Regions from separate parts of the Gossypium hirsutum genome. Here region 1 is linked to region 2. A link is a contact called in public Hi-C data. All regions are on one chromosome and are shown on one strand. Each heading gives the region's core, a stretch centred on a gene start, on an enhancer-like site or on the middle of the called end of the contact. The rest is flanking DNA. Distances are from core to core; before and after follow the strand shown. Region 1 holds the start of LOC107903811 (ubiquitin carboxyl-terminal hydrolase 25). Region 2 holds the start of LOC107903816 (elongation factor 2).

The links. Hi-C and Micro-C count contacts between places; a contact is called where the count stands out from the background.
Region 1: a contact with region 2 is called in a Hi-C map of leaf, with 2.8 times the contacts expected there. The contact joins the promoter of LOC107903811 here to the promoter of LOC107903816 in region 2. A contact is called at or near these places in 14 of 34 Hi-C or Micro-C datasets (anther, callus, fibers and 4 more).

Annotation. Positions count from the first base shown.
Region 1 is chrD05:53,961,175-53,965,979 of Gossypium_hirsutum_v2.1, reverse strand. LOC107903811 (ubiquitin carboxyl-terminal hydrolase 25) reads left to right here and starts at 3,276. Exons shown (of 7, transcript XM_016829981.2): 1 at 3,276-4,172. The coding sequence starts at 3,517. LOC107903810 (probable sugar phosphate/phosphate translocator At3g14410) reads left to right here. Exons shown (of 8, transcript XM_041092168.1): 5 at 474-735; 6 at 844-1,112; 7 at 2,299-2,422; 8 at 2,597-2,853. The coding sequence ends at 2,597.
Region 2 is chrD05:53,457,104-53,461,670 of Gossypium_hirsutum_v2.1, reverse strand. LOC107903816 (elongation factor 2) reads left to right here and starts at 1,415. Exons shown (of 4, transcript XM_016829985.2): 1 at 1,415-1,601; 2 at 1,972-2,011; 3 at 2,127-2,214; 4 at 2,564-4,567. The coding sequence starts at 2,009.

The DNA of each region.
Region 1 (4,805 bases), core at 2,027-4,526, 500 kb before region 2:
AAAATTTGCCAAACAATGGAAAATATTTTATGCAGAATCATCCAAACACCCAAAAATATCTACTTTTAAAAAAAATCAATCCAAGCTTTTTTAAGTTTTAGTGAAACAAACACAGCTTGAGTGGGACTTGTTGATAAATCAAACAGTGAGAACTGCTCTAGGTTCAGAGATACCTTTATAGCATGTTAAATGGACGTGAATTCTGGGGTAATCACAAGGAATCAACTGTAATTGTCTCTTTATTGAGTTGCAGGTGGGTAAGTAATGCCTGTATAAACTTAGTTGGCTTCCAATGTTGTAAAATATTTTTTGACTTTGTGAAAGATGTTAGGCTGGTTATTAAAATCTTCGGTATTCAAACACCATGAATTAGGGTTAAGAATATATTAATAAGTACATTATGTATGTTACTATTATTTAGATGGTAGATATGACAGATTGTGATATCAGTACTTTTCTGAATGAGTTTTCAGTGCCAGTAGCTGTATTCATCCTTGGAGTAGCAGCAGGACTGGAGGTAATGAGCTGCAGGATGCTTTTAATAATGTCAGTGATTAGCTTTGGTGTTCTGGTGGCTTCTTATGGAGAAATAAATATTAGCTGGATTGGAGTTGTTTACCAAATGGGTGGTGTTGTCGGAGAATCTTTAAGACTTATATTCATGGAGATTCTGGTTAAGCGAAAGGGTCTCAAGTTAAACCCTATATCTATCATGTATTATGTTAGTCCTTGCAGGTATGTATTACATCAGTTTTCTAATTTACCTTGTATTAGAATTATTCCCTTTCTTCTCCGTATAAATTTGATATCAGTTAGAATTAAAGGTTTGTGTTTCATTTGCAGTGCTCTTTGTCTGTTTATTCCTTGGATCTTTCTGGAGAAACCAAAAATGGATGCCCATGGGATGTGGAACCTTCACCCTGTTGTGCTAACGCTGAACTCTATCTGCACCTTTGCACTCAACTTGTCAGTTTTCCTAGTGATCTCACACACTAGTGCTCTAACCATTCGCGTTGCTGGAGTCGTCAAGGATTGGGTGGTTGTTTTAGTATCGGCCCTTCTCTTTGCAGATACAAAGTTGACAGTCATAAATTTATTTGGTTATGGCATAGGTAAGTATCTTAAAGTAAATTCTCTTTTATATCTTCATCTCTTGTACGAGCATTTATCTATTACATCATTTTGAGGACATAACCATGGGCGGACAATCCATTCTCATTGTGGATGACAAGGATGTAGCTCAGTCATTCCCTTGAAAGTACCATAGCAGCAGATAAATGAATTATAGAAATCCGAATTGGTTGATAGGAGCAATGGCTCCTTCAGGCATGGTGGCGGATATCCATGGTTTTGCGGATTGGCCATGAATATTTATGCATTAGATATGCTAAACACTGCATCGCTTATCTTGCTCTTCAGCATATGCCTTGGTATTGCTGGACTTTGTTAAGGAGTATTTATACCTCGCTTATAGCAAAGTTCTGCATCGTGGTTTAACCTGTTAGTAGGTGTACTGTTAAGGAGTATTCTATTAGTGTTTTAGTGTCATGGTTTATACATGCTTATATGCATACATATATACGCACATATTGGGGGAGGGCATTTTGGTGTCAGTTCTTTCAAATTTATTTTATCTGTTGGAATGAAACCCTAAACCTAACCCTAGACCCTCAAGTAATCCAAGTGGCCTTGTGTTGGTTGCAACAAGGATGCACATAAGTCACTACTGAACTAACTAATTCGAGATTAAGGCTTACCTTGAGTTCTATAAGTTTGAGATTCAGGTTGGCTATTAGAATTCTTACTAGATGATACTCTTCTCATTCTCCCCTCCCCCCAGCGTGCGCGCGCGCGCGCACACACACACTATATATATATATATCTGTTGGTTTTAACTCACTAGGTTCTCCATATACTTTCTTTCAAGGCTAATTTATAATCTTAGAGCTTACCTTGCTTAGGATAAAAATCATTAATAATTAGATGTAAGATATTTCTCACATACCTAATCACTTATTTGCCTAAACTAATGTTTTATGCATGGTTGTTTCAAGGAAGTAACATGATACATTCATTTGAATATGAAAATTGCATGAAGTTTAGATGCAGTCCTAGGCTTCATTATCTTTGCATCTAGTGCTAGTTCTCATGCTTCGATATTGTTATAAATTTCGAGTAGTTTCTAGCTTTTGTTTCAGTATTTTTGGAGAAGCCATCTACTTCGGACATAAATTGTTTTGGTCTTTCTTGTTTCTTCAGTGAACTTTATCTTTTCTTTTATTACTCTCTTTTGTGTAGCCATTGCTGGTGTGGCGGCATACAATAATCACAAGTTGAAGAGGGAAGCAATTCGCAATATCTCTGATGACTCCCAAGCTGCCCTGACCATACCGATGGCTACATCATCGAATCTGAACAGATAGTTATGTACAACTCCTAATCTGTAAAGATGATGTTGAAAGTATAAATAATTGCACAAATCAGAGCTACTTGGAACCGCCAGTTAATCTCGTTGCTTCTATTTATTTTGGCATGTCCATCACACACTGCAGGAAAAAACAACGTCTTAACTTGTTTTTCCATTGATTCTGCACAGATTATTCGGGGCGCCGGTTGTTATATTTGGAGAAAGTGACCTTCTGAGATAAGGTGAAGTAGAAAATCTGCAAAGAAATACTTGGACTGTTTTAAACTGTAGTGTTATGAGTTTTTGGTTTTGTTTTGTCTTAACTGTACATTGGTGGGTGGGATTAGAGGTGTCCATTCTCAGGTTGGCTTTGTTTGCCCAAACTTGATTAGATTTTAAAGCTCGTTTTATTGTTTTAAATATATGAAAAGGTAATTTTGATATCATTATTTATTTAAATAGTGATCCGGAAGGTAACCAAATCTTCCATTAGCATACTCGATTAAAATATACTCTACTCATATATTTTAGATGAAAAAGTTATCCAATTACAATTTAATTACATGTTTCCCATTAATGCATTTTTGCAACTCATTTAAAAGGATGATACATGAATTTCATTTAAAAAAAAAGAGAGAGTAAAATAAAGGAGGCAATTAAATCTTTCTAATTATATTGAATTAAAATAAGATTAAATAATGGTTGTTTTGTTTATAATTTTAAAATAAAATTGTGAAGGCTGGTTACAGAAACCTACAAACTACAACTTTGTTGTCCTTCATAAATAAAATTTTGTTCCTTATCAGATTTAGGTGTAAGCCCTAAAGATTAAAAGCCCAAGAGAAACAGAAGAATGGACCCTTACCCAAAATCACAGATCAAGACTTCACAAGGGGAAACTGAAAAAGGAAAAATAAAAATAAAAAATAAATTGAAGCAACGAACCCTCGCGAGAAATTTCTTCGTTCTTTTGAGAGGTTCCTAAACGGGGAAAAGGGGAAATTTTGATTTTGAGAGCAAATTTTCCCGGAAAATTTGAAGGAGATGCGATTCTGGCGGTGTGGATGGCCGTCCGATGAGAGATCCGCGAAGGAGGATCATCACTGTTGATGGGATTTGTCGAGTTACAAATGACTTGGCAGCCGAGTCTACTCAGTGAAAAACGAAAGAAAGGCCCTCCTTTAGGCTTAAGAAACCTCGGCAACTCGTGTTACCTCAACAGCGTTCTTCAGTGTCTCACCTACACTCCACCGCTCGCCAATTTCTGCCTCCGCTCCCAACACTCCTCCTCCTGCGACGCCTCCGCCTCCAAAAAGCCCCGCGACTGCCCTTTCTGTATCCTTGAAGCCTGGATTACACGCTCCTTAACCCTCGATCTCACCCTTGACGCGCCTTCCAAGATCCAAAGCTGTATCAAAATATTCGCCGAGCACTTCCGCTTCGGCCGACAAGAGGATGCCCACGAGTTCTTGAGGTACGTCATCGATGCTTGCCATAATACCTGTCTTCGTTTGAAGAAATTGCGGCGACAGGGAAGTGAAGGAGGAGGAGAAGCAGTGAATGGCAATACCGTAGTTAAGGAGATCTTTGGGGGTGCTTTGCAAAGTCAGGTTAAGTGTTTGGGGTGTGGTGCGGAGTCAAATAAAGTTGATGAGATTATGGATATTAGTCTTGATATTTTGAACAGTGGTTCACTTAAAGAAGCTATGCATAAGTTTTTTCAGCCTGAGGTTTTGGATGGGAATAATAAGTACAAGTGTGACAAGTAAGTTCATATCTTTTAATGTCGTTTGTTGGTTGCTTTTGTTTCAGCTTTTACTTTGGTGATAGGAAAGAAAGAAAAACTTAAACATGAGTAATATAGTGTTTCTAGAGAATAAAATTGTATTTCTAGAGGACAAAATGAGGTTTTGGATGGAAGTATAAGTACTGGTGTGAAATTAAGTTCATATTTCATAATTCAGTTTAATTGAATTAATTAGTATTGTTTTGTTTAGGTATGATTTCATTGTTGCTTTTGAGACTTGCGTTTTTTGCCTTTGAGTTAGAATAACAACAAACAATACTTTTGAAGAATATGGCATTTGGGTTTCTTTACTTTCTACCCTTTAAGAACCCGTTTAAGAAGCAGAAATTCAATAGCAAAGAAGTGAAAAAATAACAATTAAATGGGGCCTTATTTGTTTATGTATTGTTGTCTGTTGGTTGCTTTTGTTATGAGCCTTTACTTTTGTGAAATAGTAAACGAAGGGAAGAACTTCAAATATAGTAATATAGTGTTACCCCAATTCATCGTATGGGGTTGTTTTATCACGAATTGCGAATTGGATCAGACGATCTGAATCGCCATTCGTATGTGATAAAAAATGTGAACTTTGGCGTTCCCAATCTGTAAAAG
Region 2 (4,567 bases), core at 166-2,665:
TATCTTCTAAGAGTCATCTGCTCCGATACTCAAAACAAGATATTTCTCTAATTGGACTTGAAAGATGACATAATAATCTTTTAATTGACTTGTTAAAGTTCGATTAGACTATAGACCATTTAGATTATCTACTATTATTAGTTGTATTCTCGCATTATGATCCAAACCACATAGTGCAACTTAATATTAGTTAAACCTTAGATAATTAATGAACTAATATTTTCTTTCATTTTACTTTGTGTGCAAAAACCGTTGAGGACATTATAAAAAAAATATTAATGAGAATGATGGAATTTTACTAAACCATTTTATTCAAAAAATTACAAGTACATTTAACGATATCTTACACTAAAGACACTAGATCCCAGCATATACATCGTACTAATTATGAAAAAAATCAACATGCATAAATTGTTATTTCAATTTTCGTCTAATACGGGATCAATATACATATTCAAAAATATATACTATGTGACATCAATATCATAAAATAAATATATTACACTTTTAATTAAATTAACAATTTAATCAAATGGCTAAACTATTAAAACGCCTTTAAAAACAATGCAAGTTTGAGAACAATTATTAAAACATCAAAAATTAAAAATAAAATATTTCACTTATGTAAACAAGATTGAAATAAATGAAGGAAAAATAATAAACTAAGATTTGATAAACATAATCTTATCAATGCATATTTTATAATAAGAAACATACAGAAAAATAGACACAAAAAATTATAGTATAATTCAACTTTTACTTAGGATACATAGGCTTATACATGCCATCTGTTTATAGGGTCTTAATCACTATATGTTATAAATATATAAATAGGAAAATTAAGATACCCTATAAATTCTTTAGGGGTTATAAGAGAATAAATTCTTTGAAGATTCGAGAGTTGAATGTATATATATTTAAGAAGTATGATGAAATCAATCAAGAATAAATTATCGAATCTATATTTTCTACTAAAATTTCTACTAAAAAGGAAAAAAGAATGAGAGAAGAAATTAGAATATGCTTCAATTCTTTATACTTTTTGTACCTTTGAAATTTAGTCTTTTATTTTATTTTAAGGATTTTAATCCCTCTACTTTCAAATTTCAAAATGCAAGTCTAATTGTTACCACTGATAAACTTATTCTATCAAAATTTAAGTTTATTATAACGTTTTTTTTTTGTTATATGACTACCAAGTAAGTATTTTATTATTTCAAATTATTGGATCAGCAAATTTAATAGAAGAACTTTTACATTGCTAAAAATTAGACTTGAATTTTAAAATCTAGAAATAAATGTACTAAAATTATGTAATTAAAAGTAAGAGGACTAAATTTAAAATATATAAAAAGTACACAAACTTAAAGTATATTTTAACCAATTAAGTATTAAATGAAAAAGAGTTGAAAATATCTTAAAGGTTTCGAAAGTCGAAGATAACCCTAGCTGAGACGCCCTTACATTGGCACTCTCAAACATACTTTAGTCGGCACCTCGTTGAATATAAATAAAGCCTATCCTCCTTTGTCTACCTCTTATTCGAGAGGAGAGTTTTTCTTGCAATCTTCATCCCTTTTCTCTCGCCGCCTAACTCTAAGGTTTGCTCTTCTCTCTCCATCTTCTTTGAGATCTGTCTCTACTCTCTATATAGATCCTTAACTGTTCATCTGTTATTGGTTTTTAATCGTTTCTAGTCGTAGATCCTGTTTTCATTTTCATTTTGAATCTGTTTAGTAGTAAACTATGCACTTTCTTCGCTCTTAGGAAAAGGATTGTACTTCTATGGTCTTTTCTTTTCATTTCTTTTTCATATTTTCTGTGTATTGGCTATACTAGCTAATATGAACTTAGATCTCGAGATATTCGTTTTTTCCATTGGATGAGTTTTGGGGTTTTGAGATTTTGCTGATTCCTCATGTTTTCATTCAGCTTGGAAGATTAAGAACTTTGTTTTTGTTTGATGGGCAGGTTTTGATTGTTCAGTGTAATTTAAAGACAAGTCAAGATGGTGAGCTCTCTCAATATAATTCGTGTTTCTTCTTTTGCTGAGTTTTTTTTTTAGTTTTAGTTTAAGTTTTTGCTGTGTATGTTTTTTAATTCGATTTATGTTGGATATGTTACAGGTGAAGTTTACAGCTGAGGAGCTTCGTGCTATCATGGACCGGAAGCACAACATCCGTAATATGTCTGTTATTGCCCATGTGGATCATGGTATGTTTTTAATTCATGTGGATTGTCAGTTTATCACTGAATCTGAGCTAAAATGTCAAACTTGTTAGTATACTTTAATGTTTTGGTTAATGCTGTTTTTGTCCATGTGTCATCACTTCATTTATGAAATTTCATCTGGGTAAGCTTTTTCAAAAGATCAGTAATGGTAAAATGAACAAGTAAGCTTTAAAAGTTATGCTAGAATAGTTACAAATGAAATCCAGTTTAGTTTGTTAGCGTAGAAGTATTTCAGGTCTTGATAATAGAAATTGTTAATATGTTATTGTGCTGTTTTATGGTGTTGAATTTTTTGGGCTTCATTTATTGATTTATTTATTGGGATATGCAGGGAAATCTACTCTTACTGATTCGCTTGTGGCTGCTGCTGGTATCATTGCACAAGAAGTTGCTGGTGATGTTCGTATGACAGATACCCGTGCCGATGAGGCTGAGCGTGGTATCACAATTAAGTCTACTGGCATCTCTCTGTATTATGAAATGAGTGATGATTCTTTGAAGAGCTACAAAGGAGAGAGGCAAGGGAATGAGTACCTCATCAATCTTATTGATTCCCCTGGGCACGTTGACTTTTCATCTGAGGTCACAGCTGCACTTCGTATTACTGATGGTGCCCTTGTGGTCGTTGACTGTATTGAAGGTGTCTGTGTCCAAACAGAGACTGTCCTCCGTCAGGCTCTTGGAGAAAGGATCAGGCCTGTCTTGACTGTTAACAAGATGGATAGGTGCTTCCTTGAGCTTCAGGTTGATGGAGAGGAGGCTTACCAGACATTCCAGAGAGTGATCGAAAATGCTAATGTCATCATGGCCACCTATGAAGATCCTCTTCTTGGTGATGTTCAAGTCTACCCTGAGAAGGGAACAGTTGCCTTCTCTGCTGGTTTGCATGGTTGGGCTTTTACCTTGACCAACTTTGCTAAAATGTATGCCTCAAAGTTTGGAGTCGATGAGTCCAAAATGATGGAAAGGCTTTGGGGTGAGAACTTTTTTGATCCAGCTACCAGGAAATGGACCACCAAGAACACTGGCACTGCCACCTGCAAGCGTGGTTTTGTTCAATTCTGTTATGAGCCCATCAAGCAGATCATCAACACTTGTATGAATGACCAGAAAGATAAGCTATGGCCCATGCTACAAAAGCTTGGTGTCACCATGAAGTCTGAAGAGAAGGACTTGATGGGTAAGGCCCTCATGAAGCGTGTTATGCAGACCTGGCTTCCTGCAAGCAGTGCTCTCCTGGAAATGATGATCTTTCACCTACCCTCTCCTAGCGTGGCTCAGAAATATCGTGTTGAGAACTTGTATGAGGGTCCTCTTGATGATGTCTATGCCAATGCTATTAGGAACTGTGATCCTGAGGGTCCTCTTATGCTTTATGTTTCAAAGATGATTCCCGCTTCTGATAAGGGTAGGTTCTTTGCTTTCGGTCGTGTCTTTTCTGGCAGAGTTGCAACTGGTTTGAAGGTCAGAATCATGGGTCCAAACTATGTACCTGGGGAGAAGAAAGACTTGTATGTAAAGAGTGTACAGAGAACTGTGATTTGGATGGGAAAGAAGCAGGAGACAGTTGAGGACGTTCCTTGTGGTAATACAGTTGCCATGGTTGGTTTGGATCAGTTCATCACCAAGAATGCTACATTGACCAATGAGAAGGAAGTTGATGCCCACCCAATTCGTGCCATGAAGTTTTCTGTCTCCCCTGTTGTCCGTGTTGCTGTTCAGTGCAAGGTTGCATCAGATCTTCCCAAACTTGTTGAAGGGTTGAAGCGTTTGGCCAAGTCTGATCCTATGGTTGTCTGTACCATTGAAGAGTCTGGTGAACACATTGTTGCTGGTGCTGGAGAGCTCCACCTTGAGATCTGTCTCAAGGATTTACAAGAAGATTTCATGGGTGGTGCTGAGATCGTCAAGTCAGACCCGGTTGTGTCCTTCCGTGAGACTGTCCTTGAGAGGTCTTGCAGGACTGTGATGAGCAAGTCTCCTAACAAGCACAACCGTCTGTACATGGAAGCTCGACCCTTGGAGGAAGGTCTTGCTGAGGCCATTGATGAAGGTCGTATTGGTCCAAGAGATGATCCCAAGGTTCGTTCCAAGATTTTGGCCGAGGAGTATGGTTGGGACAAAGATCTTGCTAAGAAGATTTGGTGTTTCGGCCCTGAGACAACTGGTCCTAACATGGTGGTTGATATGTGTAAAGGAGTTCAATACCTTAATGAAATCAAGGACTCTGTAGTTGCGGGGTTCCAGTGGGCATCAAAGGAAGGTGCGATAGCTGAAGAGAACATGAGGGGTATCTGCTTTGAAGTCTGTGATGTGGTTCTCCATGCTGATGCTA